Linked DNA regions of Mus musculus: region 1 is linked to region 2. Evidence: chromatin contacts called from public HiChIP or PLAC-seq data. All regions are on one chromosome and are shown on one strand. The core of a region is the stretch at or near the end of the contact, and the rest is flanking DNA. Distances in the headings are between cores, read along the strand shown. Region 1 holds the start of Ethe1 (ethylmalonic encephalopathy 1). Region 2 holds the start of Kcnn4 (potassium intermediate/small conductance calcium-activated channel, subfamily N, member 4).

What was found. HiChIP or PLAC-seq counts read pairs in DNA pulled down with a chosen protein or histone mark.
Region 1: a contact with region 2 is called in an HNF4G HiChIP or PLAC-seq map of pancreatic cancer cells. The contact joins the promoter of Ethe1 here to the promoter of Kcnn4 in region 2. A contact is called at or near these places in 2 of 39 promoter capture datasets (the C10 cell line and pre-B cells), 2 of 115 datasets of contacts at active chromatin or transcription factors (memory CD8 T cells and pancreatic cancer cells) and 2 of 9 other capture datasets (adipose tissue and pancreatic islet).

Annotation. Positions count from the first base shown.
Region 1 is chr7:24,592,324-24,598,934 of GRCm38.p6, reverse strand. It overlaps Ethe1 (ethylmalonic encephalopathy 1), which reads right to left and starts at 5,027. Exons shown (of 7, transcript NM_001364014.1): 1 at 4,924-5,027; 2 at 4,373-4,517; 3 at 3,787-3,935. The coding sequence starts at 5,004.
Region 2 is chr7:24,365,772-24,372,241 of GRCm38.p6, reverse strand. Kcnn4 (potassium intermediate/small conductance calcium-activated channel, subfamily N, member 4) reads right to left here and starts at 1,979. Exons shown (of 9, transcript NM_008433.4): 1 at 1,647-1,979. The coding sequence starts at 1,805.

The DNA.
Region 1 (6,611 bases), core at 3,778-6,277, 220 kb before region 2:
GTCGCAAACCAACAACAAAAATGACAACTACAGACATCAAACAGAAGAAATGAACATCGACTCGGCCCATACTCTGTAGTATGTTTCTGGGCTTTGTTTTCCTTGGAGACAGGGATTCACTCTGTAGCCCAAGCTAGCCTGGTACTTGCTCAAGTAACCCAGGCTAGTCACAAGATCAAAAGTTTTCTGCAGAAAGCATCAGAGCTAGGATTAGGGCCAAGTGAAGCTATTTGTGATTGTGTGTGTGTCTAAATGGTCCCTCGGGAGGAGGTGTCAGTGGGCAGGAAGAGCAGAGCATCCCGTGGGGGTGACAGGGATGTTCTGTAGGGATACAGGAGGAAGGAACCCAAATGCAAGCCAGTAAGAACACAAGCAAGCTGTACAGGTCCAGTGTGTGCACACTTTCCTTCATTTTATGTATCATATAATGCTTTGTTCTGTTTAAGGGGTTAAGGCAGTCCCCTGTCTTATTTCTAATGTTTTTAGTACATTTTATTTATTATTATTATTATTATTATTATTATTATTATTATTATTATTATTGTGAAGGGGTGTGCATGCCTTAGCCCAACCGTGGAGGTCAAAGGTCAACCTGGGAGCTCAGCCTCTGTTGGCCTTAAGTTCATTATTAGCCAAGGATGACCTAGAAACCCTCATCCACGTTGCTATGGAGTACTGGGACCATCACAGGGATGGCGGGACTGCAGCTGTAACCCACAGGAAACCTGTTCAAGAACAACCATAGCAGTACTGCCCATCAAAGTCCCAGGGTGGAAGCCATTCAAATGCCTATCAACTCGTGAATGAAGAAGTAAAACACAGTAGGTCCATCATGCTCTAAGGTTGTTGAGCAATGAAGGGAAATGAAAAAGCAATGGAGCTTGGGACACGGGTGGAGCTTGATGGCACAGAGGAAGACGAAAGTCAGCCTAAAGGCTGCAGGCTGTGGGCTTCCATTTCTATGAACAGTGCAGACAGGCAAAGCCAGACAGACAGAAAGCACAATAAAAGTGACTTAAAGACTGGGGCTGGAGAGACGGCTCAATGGTTAAAAGCACTGGCTGCTCTTCCAGAGGACCTGGGTTCAATTCCCAGCAACTACTTGCTGGCTCACAACCATCTGTAATGGGATCTGATGCCCTCTTCTGGTGTGTCTGAAGACAGCTACAGTGTACTCATATACATAAAATAAATAAATACAACTTTTTTTTAAAGTGACTTATGATCAACCATAGTGGCAGATAGACTGTCAGCTACTAGAGAGGCTGGGGCTGGAGATCAGAAGTTCAAGGCCTGGCTGGTGTACTAAGACCTTCTCTCAAAATAAAAAGAGCAAAGTATAGTTCAGTAGTAGATCCCCTGCCTAGAATCCCCCAGTGAGGGGCTGGGGCATGGCTCAGTGGTAAAGCCCCTGCCTAGAATCCCCCAGTGAGGGGCTGGGGGCATGGCTCAGTGGTAAAGCCCCTGCCTAGAATCCCCCAGTGAGGGACTGGAGCAGGGCTCAGTGGTAGAGCCCCTGCCTAGAATCCCCCAGTGAGGGGCTGGGGGCGTGGCTCAGTGGTAGATCCCCTGCCTAGAATCCCCCAGTGAGGGGCTGGGGGCATGGCTCAGTGGTAAAGTCCCTGCCTAGCATCCCCCAGTGAGGGGCTGGGGGCGTGGCTCAGTGGTAGAGCCCCTGCCTAGGATCCCTGAGTAGAGTTCTTGCCTAGCATGAACCAGCCCCTCGGTTTTATTTCCAGTACTGGGAGGACTCGCGGCCTCACGCCTGCGTGTTTCAGCACAGGTAACACTACCAATTGAAGGGTTGAGGCCTGGGAATGATGAGCTTAAGGCCAGCCTGGGCTACATAGCAATATATAAAAGGAGAGAAAGAAAGAGATTTACCTAAGGCTGGGAGGGAGGGAGTGGGAGGCCAAGGGTGATGACTAGTCAGGGGTAATGAAAGTACCCTGAAATGACTTGAAATGACAGACACAGTATTCTAGGACACACTCACTGATTTATGACCCACCCTTCCAATGGGTGGGTCATACATATTTGGATTATGGCAATAAGATGTAGTAAAGAAAAGATAAACACGGAGGCCAAACACAGCTACACCCGTGCATCCACACTTGTTCACTGAAGGCATCATCACTGTGCATAAGGAGGGTCTCCCGATCATTTATCATCTTGTTTTGTTTTGTTTTGAGAGGGGTCTCACACAGACGAGGCTGACCGTGAATCCCCCTGACTCTGTCTGGATTAAAAGCCTGTGCGACCTTGTTAGCTCCCCCCCCACCACCCTTTTTTAAACTTTTTGGTACAGGGTCACACACAGCCTTGATGTAGCCTTGATTGGTGCTCTGTGTAGATGAGGGTGACCTTGAACACCTGATCTTCCTCTCTGCCTCTCTAGGATTACATCACGCCTGTTTTTGTTTTTTGTGTTTTAAAAATTTATTTATTTTATGTCTGTGAGTACACTATCGCTCTCTTCAGACACACCAGAAGAGGGCATCAGATCCCATTACAGATGGTTGTGAACCACCATGTGGTTGCTGGGGATTGAACTCAGGACCTCTGGAAGAACAGTCAGTGCTCTTAACCACTGAGCCATCTCTCCAGCCCCATCATGCCTGTTTTAAGGCTCTTTGTTGCTGTTGTTTTAAGATTTCATTTTATTCTTACTGTGTAGCACAGGCTGTCCTGGAACTTTGTAGACCAGGCTGGCCTCGAACTCACAGAGATCCACCTGTCTTAGCATCTGCCTCCCAAGAGCTGAGGTTAAAGGCAGGTACCTATATGACCGGCTTGTTTTTAAGATTTTAAACATCTATTTATGTGTACCCCTGTGTATCTGAGTGTGTATCTGAGCAAATGCATGTGTGTGCTAGCAGAGACCAGCCAGGACATCTCTCTAACTAGTAGGGCTGACACAAACGAGCTATGTCCCGCATCCTCTTTCAAATATTTACAGGGTTGAAATCAAAGTCTCCTAACAGCAGCTACACTCTCTCAACCCCGCACACAGTCCTCCTCTCCGCTAACCACCAACCGCCTCCAAATAAACTGTCCCATTCCACAAGATCAACAACCTAGGGGCAGGGACTCTATCACTCTATCACCAGACTTTCCATCCCCTCCATCAGCTTTAGCATTCTCATCACCCGTTTCCTCTCCCTGGGTACAACTCCCCCAACCTCTGTCCAGAGCACCCTGGGTTGCAAAGCTGGCTAGAAACCTGCTGATTAAGCCTGTAGCCCAGAGGAGGAGGAAGAACCTTCGCCCCTCTCCTGGGTGAAGCAATGGGGTTGTGGCTAGGGTGAGAGGGTTTCAAGGCCAACATTTAAGGAGGAACCCACAAATACATGGTTAGCCCCAAATTTATACCACCATGCCAGTGAAGGCCACCTTAAATGGTAGCCCCAGGGACCTCAGTAGACTCATCCAGACCTGTTGCTGAACAACAGGGCATTCCTTCTTCACCAAAGGACTAGGTGCCTCCCTCAGCTCTAGACTCAGAATGCCCAACCCGGAGCAAATTTTATGGAAATGGCCAAGGAAGAACCTGCCATCACTGTTGACTTAGGGGGATTGGCCAGAGCCACACCTGCCTACAGCCTCCTGCCCTAGTGCTCCACCTGGGTTTATGGTACTTTCCACAGAGAACAGAGCTGAGGAGTCTGAGCCTAAATCCACCAACCCTTCTTCCATTGGGCCCAGCAGTCCATTCCCCGAGCACCCTCTTCTCTTCAAAGTCTAAGGAGCTGTGGCCAACAACATCTTCTGTAAGACCCAACTCACAAAGCGTCCAAAGCGGATGGAATCACCTTCCCCGATATGCAAATCAGCCTGGGCTCCGCTGAGGCGGGAGATGACAGACTGGCAGCCCGGGAGCAGGGACCGGAGAACCCCCGTGCCGGTGATGTGGTCAGCATGGCAGTGAGTGTTCACTAGGAGAGAAGAGGGAATAGAAAACGGAATGTTTCAGCCCACAGCATCCAGCCTTCAGACCCAGGAAGGCAGACCCTAGACCTCCCTCAGACCCTGAGGTCCGGACTCCACCGCTCCTCCCTCATCCAACAGTCCAGACTCCAGCCCTCTTCCCCTAGACCCAGGAATCCAAGCCCACTCTTCCTCCTCTAAACTCAGGGATCCAGACCCCAATCTTCCTCCTTCAGGCCCAGAGCTCCAGGCTCCGTCTTTCTCCCTCAGACTCTCAGACCCTGACTCAATCATCTTCTTTCAGACCCTGGGGTCTATGCTCCTTCATCCAGGGTCTATCCTCCAGCCCTCCTCCCCCAGACTCAGGCGTCCAGGCTCCTGTTTTCCTAGAGCGCTTTCTCCGGGGCCCCGCCTCTCTCATGCCCAAGTTTGGTCCTGGACTTACCAGCGTACAACAGCTTGAGCCCCAGCTCCTTAATCAACTGAGCATCCCGATGCGCTGTCTCCAGAACGGGGTCGATCAGAACTGCCTCTCTTGACTCCCGGTCACCCAGAAGGTAGGTATAGGTGCAGCTCTTGGGTTCAAACATCTGGGAGGGATGGAGCAACGGAGAGAGTTCCCGGACCTAACTCCCATGCCTGGGGGATACAGTATCCAGGCCTCCCCTTCTTCCTAGAATCCTGAAGCTACAACCCCAACCCTCTTTGCCCAAGGATCAGGAATCAGAGGGTCCCCCCAGATCCCTCCAGCAGAATCAAGAAACTTCATCTTCAAACAAGCACCAAGTTAAGGACCCCGCCTTCTCTGGTAATGGGCCCCAGATCCCGACCCCAAGCTCAGGGTCCCACTAACTACTCCCTGTTAAAGGGTCGGGACTCCTTGTTTCCCAACAGCCAGGCATGAAGGACGCCCCAGACCTTCTTTAAAGGACAGAGAGTCCTGCCCCTCCCGCTGCCCCGGGCTCTGGGTCCTTTCGTCCGTTCGCCTCTCCGTACCTGCCGCAGGAGGACCGGGGCTCCGGATGCGCTTTGCTGGCTCAGCCGCCGCCCGGCGACCCTGACGACCGCGCTCGCCATCGCGCCAGAGCCCGCTCAGCACTGAGCCCTGCAGCCGCCCCGCCAGAGCCTTACGCACCGGGGCTGACCCGGGAGGGCGGGCCAGGGCGGGGCCTGCCTTAAAGGAACCGCAGTACACACGACCCAGGAAGGAAGGAAGGAAGGAGCAAGGGTTGCAGTGAGACCCTGAAACCGACAGGAAAGGGCCCAGGGACTCAAGGCATTTAGAGATACTGTTATAGAAACAGAGAGAGAAGTAGGGCTCCCTAGACACTTAGAGCCACGGGACGTTTTCCAGGAAAACACGTGTTCGGCTAGTCACCTGCTAAGGGAAAAAAATTAAATTCACGATCATTCATATTTTGAGGACCTGTTGGACCAGTATCTGACACAGGTTCTCACTACAAAGCTATGGCTACTTCGGAAATCGTCCTGTAGACCAGGGTGGTCTCGAACTCAGAGATCCGCCTACTTCTGCCTCTGTAGTGCTGAGATTAAAGGCGCTTGCACACACCATGCTTGACTGAGACAGGATCTTATATAGCCCAGGCTGGCCACAAAATCGTGGCTATCCTGCCTAAGTCTTCTAAGGACAGCAACAACAATAAATATTTAAGATTCTTATTTGTATTATTTAAAATTATGTCTGTGTCGGGTGTGTGCAGACGAGTGCGTGTAACGGTGTAGATCGAAGACACTGGATCCTCGGGAACTGGATTACAGGAGGTTGTGTAGTGCCCGTGTCGGTTCTGGGAACAGAATTTGGATCCTCTACAAAGAACAATATATGCTCTCCGGTGTGTGTGTGTGTGTGTGTGTGTGTGTGTATGTGTGTGTATTTGTGTGTGCGCGCGCATGCACATGCATATTCTTTTTTGAAGGGACATATATGTGCAGTTTAACTTTGTAGGGTCAGGTTCCACCTTCTACTTTTACCTAGATTCCAGGAACCGAACTTGCTGCAATGGTTGCTTAGCAACAGAGCCTTCTGCTAGCCCCTCACAAGGGTTATTTAAGCACCTTTGTCAGAAATAGTTATTTTTCTCTGGTTTTTTTTTCCTTCTTTTTCCTCCTTTTGTTGTTTACAGGAGCTCTCTCTCCCTCTCCCTGTCCATCTCCCTCTCCTCCCCACTCCCCGTTATTGTTGTTTTTAGCCTGGATCTTTGTAGCCTAGGCTGCATTCAAACTCCAATGTGCCTTAGAATGACCTGGAACTGCTTGTGCACACACACATACACACACACACCTCACACATACACACACAACACACACACACACACAACACATACATACACACACATACACACACATAACCCCCACACATACATACACACATATACACACACCCACATACCCACCACACACTCACATACACACATATACACACATCCCACATACATGAACAAAGCAACTTGAGAAGGGAGGGGTTTATTCCGCTTACTCTTCCACATCACTGCACATCTTTGAAGGAAATCAGAACAGGAACTGAGCAGGAAGCTGGAGGCAGGAGCTGATGCAGAGGCCATGGAGGGTGCTGCTTACTGGCTTGTTTCCCATGGCTTACTCAGCCTTCCCAGGGGTGGTCCCACTCACAGTGGTCTGGACCTTTCCACATCAATCATTAATTA
Region 2 (6,470 bases), core at 730-3,229:
CCAACTTTTCTGTTGAACAAGCAAGTGTGCTGCCCCCTCAAACCACACACCCAACCTTGCCCTCCATCTCTCTTCTGCCACAAGTCTGACCAGGGTGGGAATATCCCCAGGGCTTGTTAAGACCTGCCTGTACTCCCTGGTCTTCCAGAGGTCGATTGATAGCTCTCTTGTGTGTGTTCTCTCCGTCCCCCACCTTGTTTGGATTTATTTCAGTTTTTGAGATAAGGTCTGTGTAGCCCAGGCTAGCCTCCAACTCAGTATGTAGCTTAGGCTGGGCTTAACCTTCTGATTCTCTTGCCTGCCGCCCCCCCCCAGCCTCCCTCCCCTGACTTCTCTAGTGCTTGGATCCATTGCCTGGTGAGATTTTTTGAGGCTCTTCCTGCAGACTCTTGAGCCTGAACCCCAAGTCTCCTCTTCCACAGGGATGAAGGATTTCAAACCACAGTAGACCACTATCTGGTGAGTGGTGCCTTCTGGGGGTAATGGCACTTCTGTATGGTAAGGGTGGGGTGAAGGCTCCACTCCCCACAGTCTCCTCTGTCAGTTACTTCAGAGCACTGCCTGGTGGCACTGGGTAAATGGCAGTGGCTAGATAAGGAGCAAGGAGACGCCTAATGACAACGTCTTTCTCCCTTGCCAGCCCTCCCTTCACCAGAGCTAGGCTATCAAGGATCAGCCTTGTATGGGCCTCAACAAGGCCCAGACCCCCAGTGGTCTGTCTGATAACACTTACCCAAAGGCTAACACTGAGAACTGTCTCCCATGTGTGCGTACGTGTGTGTGCGTGTGTGTGTGTGTGTGTGTGTGTGTGTGTGTGTGTGTGTAGGTTGGGGGGAGCTGGGGGGAGGACGATATCACACTAGCTCAGGTTTCAGGGGTACAGACCCCCCATCTACCTCCATCACATCCAGGGGTCCAGACCCAGCCTTCTTCTCTTAGACCTTAAGAAGTGTAAGACCTCAGTTCTCCTCCCTTAGACCCAGGAGTCCAGACCAGCTCTCTTCTCCCACACCCAGGGGTGCAGACCCCAACCTTTCTCCCTCACACCCCAGCTCTCCTCTCTTCTTCACACCCCGGGGTGGAAGATGCCAGCCTTCCTCCCTCATGCCCAGGAGTATAAGATCTCCTAGCTTTGCTCTCTAACACTCAGGGGTGTAAGACCCCAGTCCCCTTCCCTCACACTCAGGGGTGCAGACTCCAGCTCTCTTCCCTCAGATCCAGGGGATCAGACCCCAGCCCTCCTCCCTCAGACCCAGGGGTCCAGACCCTAGCCCTCCTCCCTCAGACCCAGGGGATCAGACCCCAGCCCTCCTCCCTCAGACCCAGGGGTCCAGACCCCAGCCCTCCTCCCTCACACCCAGGGGTGCAGACCCCAGCCCTCCTCCCTCACACCCAGGGGTGCAGACCCCAGCTCTCTTCCCTCAGACCCAGGGGTGCAGACCCCAGCCCTCTTCCCTCAGACCCAGGGGTGCAGACCCCAGCCCTCCTCCCTCACACCCAGGGGTGCAGACCCCAGCTCTCTTCCCTCAGACCCAGGGGTGCAGACCCCAGCCCTCCTCCCTCAGACCCAGGGGTGCAGACCCCAGCCCTCCTCCCTCACACCAGGCTCCCCGTCCCTTCCCTGCTCGGTGGAAGGCCCCACTCACCTTGCAGCCCAGGAACCACAACATCTCAGCGTGCAGAACCATGAGTCCGATGCCAGTTCCCGCCAGCACCAACGCCCAGCCGGCCACCCTCTTCTCCTGCTCCAGCAGGCGCTTTCTCCGTCTCAGGGCCCCCAGGCCAGTCACCAGCTCCCCGCCCATGGCCCCTGAGGTCTTGGGGCTCAGCCAGCTTCCTGCCCAGGGTCCCCCACCTCTCAGTACGCAAATGGCAGCCAGCTTGGCTTCCAGGCCAGCGGCCTGTTCTGCTCACTCTGGGACTTTTGCTGGAAGGCACAGCCTAGCCCTGTGCCCTCTGGGGAGTGGTAACTGCAGCAGGCAGGGCAGGGCGGGGAGGGACGGGGAGGTCCCTGGGTAGGGGGAGGCTGGCTATCCCATTCCCTTCTAAGACTAAGGAGGGGCTGGGGTGTGTCTTGTGGTCCCGGGCAAGGAAGAAGAGTTCATCCACGTGGGCAAAGACACACTGACACAATAGGTTGTGACTCTCCAACCGTTTGCACTCTGTGGTACACACCTAAAACCCCCACCACACCCAGACACCACAGAGCACCCTATGACAGACCGGAGACGGAGCCCAACACACCAGCACACACCACACAACCTCCACAGAAGTGACTCACACTCCTGAAAGTTCAGAAACCCACAGCCACACCCAGACACCACACACACACATGGTGTGACACACGCCAGCACTTAGCAGGGCAGCAGCGTCCCATTGCACACGGGGCCACCCAAAGGTTGAGCTCACGCAGTCACACATTCAAAGTGGGGCGGGGGAGGGGCTGGAAAGTCAGGCACAGCGAGTGAAAGTGAGCGCTCCTCTCCAGAGGAGTATAACTTCCGTTTCTAGCACCTACTTGCTGGGTGGGTGGCTTGAAACCACCTGTAACTTCAACTCCAGGAGATGACGCCCTTTTCCTGGTTTTTGGGAGCCCCTGACACATGTGGCTGATATTCACATACATGCATGCGCATAAAAAAAAATAAATCTTAAATGATAATTTTTAAGTGGGACCAGGGATGGAGTGCAGCTGTTAGTGGGCTCCTTTGAATCACAGACTCTCTGAGGTAGATCCCAGCATGGCATAAAGTGGGCAATGGTGCATGCCTGACTCTTGGTACTAGGAAACTGGGGCCAGGAGGATCAGCAGGTCTCAATCATTGTCAACTATGAGTTCAAGGTCTGCCTGGGCCACATGAGACCCTGTTTCCAAAACCAAAACCAAGTAAAACACTATAATATTCTACGATACAAAGAGCTAAGCATCAACGACCACACGGGACATGTACCAGGAGCCACACAAATACACAGCAGGTCTGAGCACACCAATTTGTAAGAATCACCAGGCACAACACACATGCGTCAACAGACACACAAGGGGGTGTGAATGTGAAACACAGAGAGATGCCCCATATGTGTAAACACCTGTGGTGGCAGACACTGTCATCCAGCGCCCAGAAAACAGGAAATGCACACTAGCTCACATCATTGTGTGTGGGACTCACACACACACACACACACACACACACCTGACATTGATCCTGACATACACTGGTGCACTTGACACTCTGCATACCTTAGCACAGAGAACAGTCAATGGAAGTGTGCAAGCAACGCCTACCCAGCGTTGGACATTCTAGGACATTCTAGCCACACAGGACACAGTCCAGGATGATATGAACCCTTTGGAGGGGATGGGGTTGGATTCGGACCCACAAGAACACCAACGTCCAGATTAGCACACCATCAATCCAACATCACGCACAATACACATACCCGTTATACTCCCATGTGCATGGCCACACAAACACCACACTCAGGGAAGAGAAAGGCCCTCAGCGTGGGCATATATCCTGATATAAGTAACAGAGCTATTTCACTGAGTCAGACTGGGTGTTACATGCACATTTACACACACACACACACACACACACACACACACACACACACACGCCACGAATGCATGCTCAAGCACAAATAAGACTAAAATAAAACAAGTAGTTAAAAAAAAAAAACCGTAGGTGCACAGGCACATACCTGCAACCCCAGCCCTGAGTGGGGAGATGATGTAGTCAGATGGGTGGAGCCATTCTAATCGAATCAGTGAGTTCCTGTTGGTGTGAAAGACGAAGTTTCCAAAAAATGAGGTGCAGGACTAGTGACAAGACTCATGGGGTTTAAGGGCACTAACTGAGTTCAAATCCCAGAGCCTGTATGGTGGAAGGAGAGAACAGACCCCTGCAGGTTGTCCTCTGACTTTCTTGTGTGTATCATGGCACATGCACACAGTGCATAAACACACAAGGTGCAGAGCAATTGAGGAAGCTATTCTTATATCAGCCTCTGATCTCCACAGACAAGCACACTCTGTGCACCCTACTCCAACACAGCACACACACACACTCACACACACACACACACACACATACTTACACACATGAACTCACACTCACACACAGCACACACACACACACATACACACTCACACACACACTCACACACACACTCACACACATACACACATACACACACACATACTCATACACACACATACTCACACACACATACACACATACTAACACACACACTCACACACACATACACACACATACTCTCTCTCTCTCTTACACACACACACACACACACACACACACACACACACACACACACACACCACAAGAGATAAAACAAAGGCACACGGTGAACGTGACTCTGGGAATAGGATGTTGTGTGAGACAGAGATTCAAATAGGGACACACAACAAAGAAAGCAGACACATGGGTCTACACACCATGTGCCAGGTCCTTAAATGCTCCCAAGCATGCCAACACACACGACACAATGGGGACACCAAGACAGGTCACAAAGGGATCTTGTAACATAGGGTTTCACCTCACGGTCCCCAAGCTCAGAGAAACGCTCAGTTACAACTCCTTCCCACTCTGTGTCCTGTGGCATCGAGGACTATGCACCCGCCAGCTACAGAGAAATGAGATACCCGTGGACAGACATGCCTGGCACCAATGCTACCCACACAGACACGCCCGGAGACTCCCAAACACACACACACACACACACACACACACACACACACACACACACACACGCCCAGTGACAGAAACACACCCCGTGGGGGTGCCCCACCCCATGGCACACATGCTGATCCCACTCAGTGACACATGGCTGGAGAAGGATGGAGTCACACCCAGTCACACCCGGACACCACACGTGTGTCTACTTGGAGAAAAGGCTGCAGCTGGGGACTCCTCATGCTGCCACCCAGGAATCCCTGCCTGCTTGCTGCCTGGAACCTGCAGCCATCTCTGCTTCCTCCTCCCCGGGAACATCTCTGGGCTTTGCACACAACTCTGTATTATTATCTCTCTCACTCTATGTCTTTATGTTTTTTTTTTTTTTTTTTTTTTTTTTTTCACTGCTAGACTGGAACGCGGGGTAGTCTGTGTGCTAGAGATGTGCTCACCACTGGACCACACTGGGGAACCTCATTGGGGGATTCTAGGCAGGGGCTCTATCCACTGAGCCACGCCCCCAGCCCCTCCCTGGGGGATTCTAGGCAGGGGCTCTACCACTGAGCCACATCCCCAGCCTTTTGTTCACCTCTGTCTCCAAAACCTGTGTTGTGATTTAGTTTCTTTTTTTGTATATTGTTTGTGTTTTTTGAGACAGGAAGTAACTCCACATCCTTGATTGGACTCAACCTCATCATTACCATGACTCAGCCTCCAGTTTTCTGAAATTACAGATGTTTGATACCACACCTGACTCCTGGACCCTCTGATTTCTCAGCCCCTCGCTCCCCCTCTCCCTCTTTCTTTTCCTCCCTCGGCCCCTCCCTCCCTTGATATTTGTCTGTGTGTACATTTCTCAGAAGTCCCTGAACTGGGGCCCAGAAGCTGTGCAGTTGAGTGGCTTGAGCTGTTCGTGGCTTTGGACTCACGTGTGGCTCTCGTCCCTGTACATCGTTCTCAGCTCCTCTGTGCTGCTAAGATAGAAATGGAAGTAACCTGCCGTCCACAACTACGCCAGTGATGCAGACCGAGGAAGGAATGGGGATCAGAAGACAGAGAGAGAGCTAGGGAAGAAGCAGGGTGAGATCGGGACAGAAGGACAGAGAAAGAACGGGAGCTCAGAGTCAGCGAGAACTAGGCTGGAGAGAGCAGAGACAACAGAAGACGATGACCACAGAGATGGAGGAGAGAAACAAAAAGACAAGAAAGATGAGGGAATAAAGGCAATACTGGGGCGTGGCTCAGAGGTAGAGCCCCTGACTAGAATCCCCCAATGAGGAGCTGTAGGTGTAGCTCAGTGGTAGAGCCTTTGCTTAGAAACCCCCAGTGAGGAGCTGGGGGTGTGGCTCAGTGGTAGAGCACTAGCCTAAGGCCCTGGATCCTATCTGTAGCACACAAAACACCTAAAACAGTACAAAATTAAGGAGATAGAGAAAACACACAGAAGTGAAGAAAAAAATCTGAAATCCATACATGGACGTTAGGCAAAAATGTTGTCTCCAAATATACTGGAAAAAAAAATAGATATCTGGGAAGTTTGAATGTGGGAGATACCCCAACTGGCACCGCTGAGTAATGATCATGGAAAATCTATACTGGAGCTACGGACAGTTGAAATAGTCCCATTTTCTGGCTCTTTCCAGCTCTGGGAGGGGCTGAACTGAGAGGTGGGAGTGACTCAGGCCCCAAAACTTCCTGTGAGTCAGCCTTGAGTTCAATACTGAAACACTGAAGGGGGCAGGAGGGAGACCGGGGTCTTTGGAGTAAGAGGACTGCAGA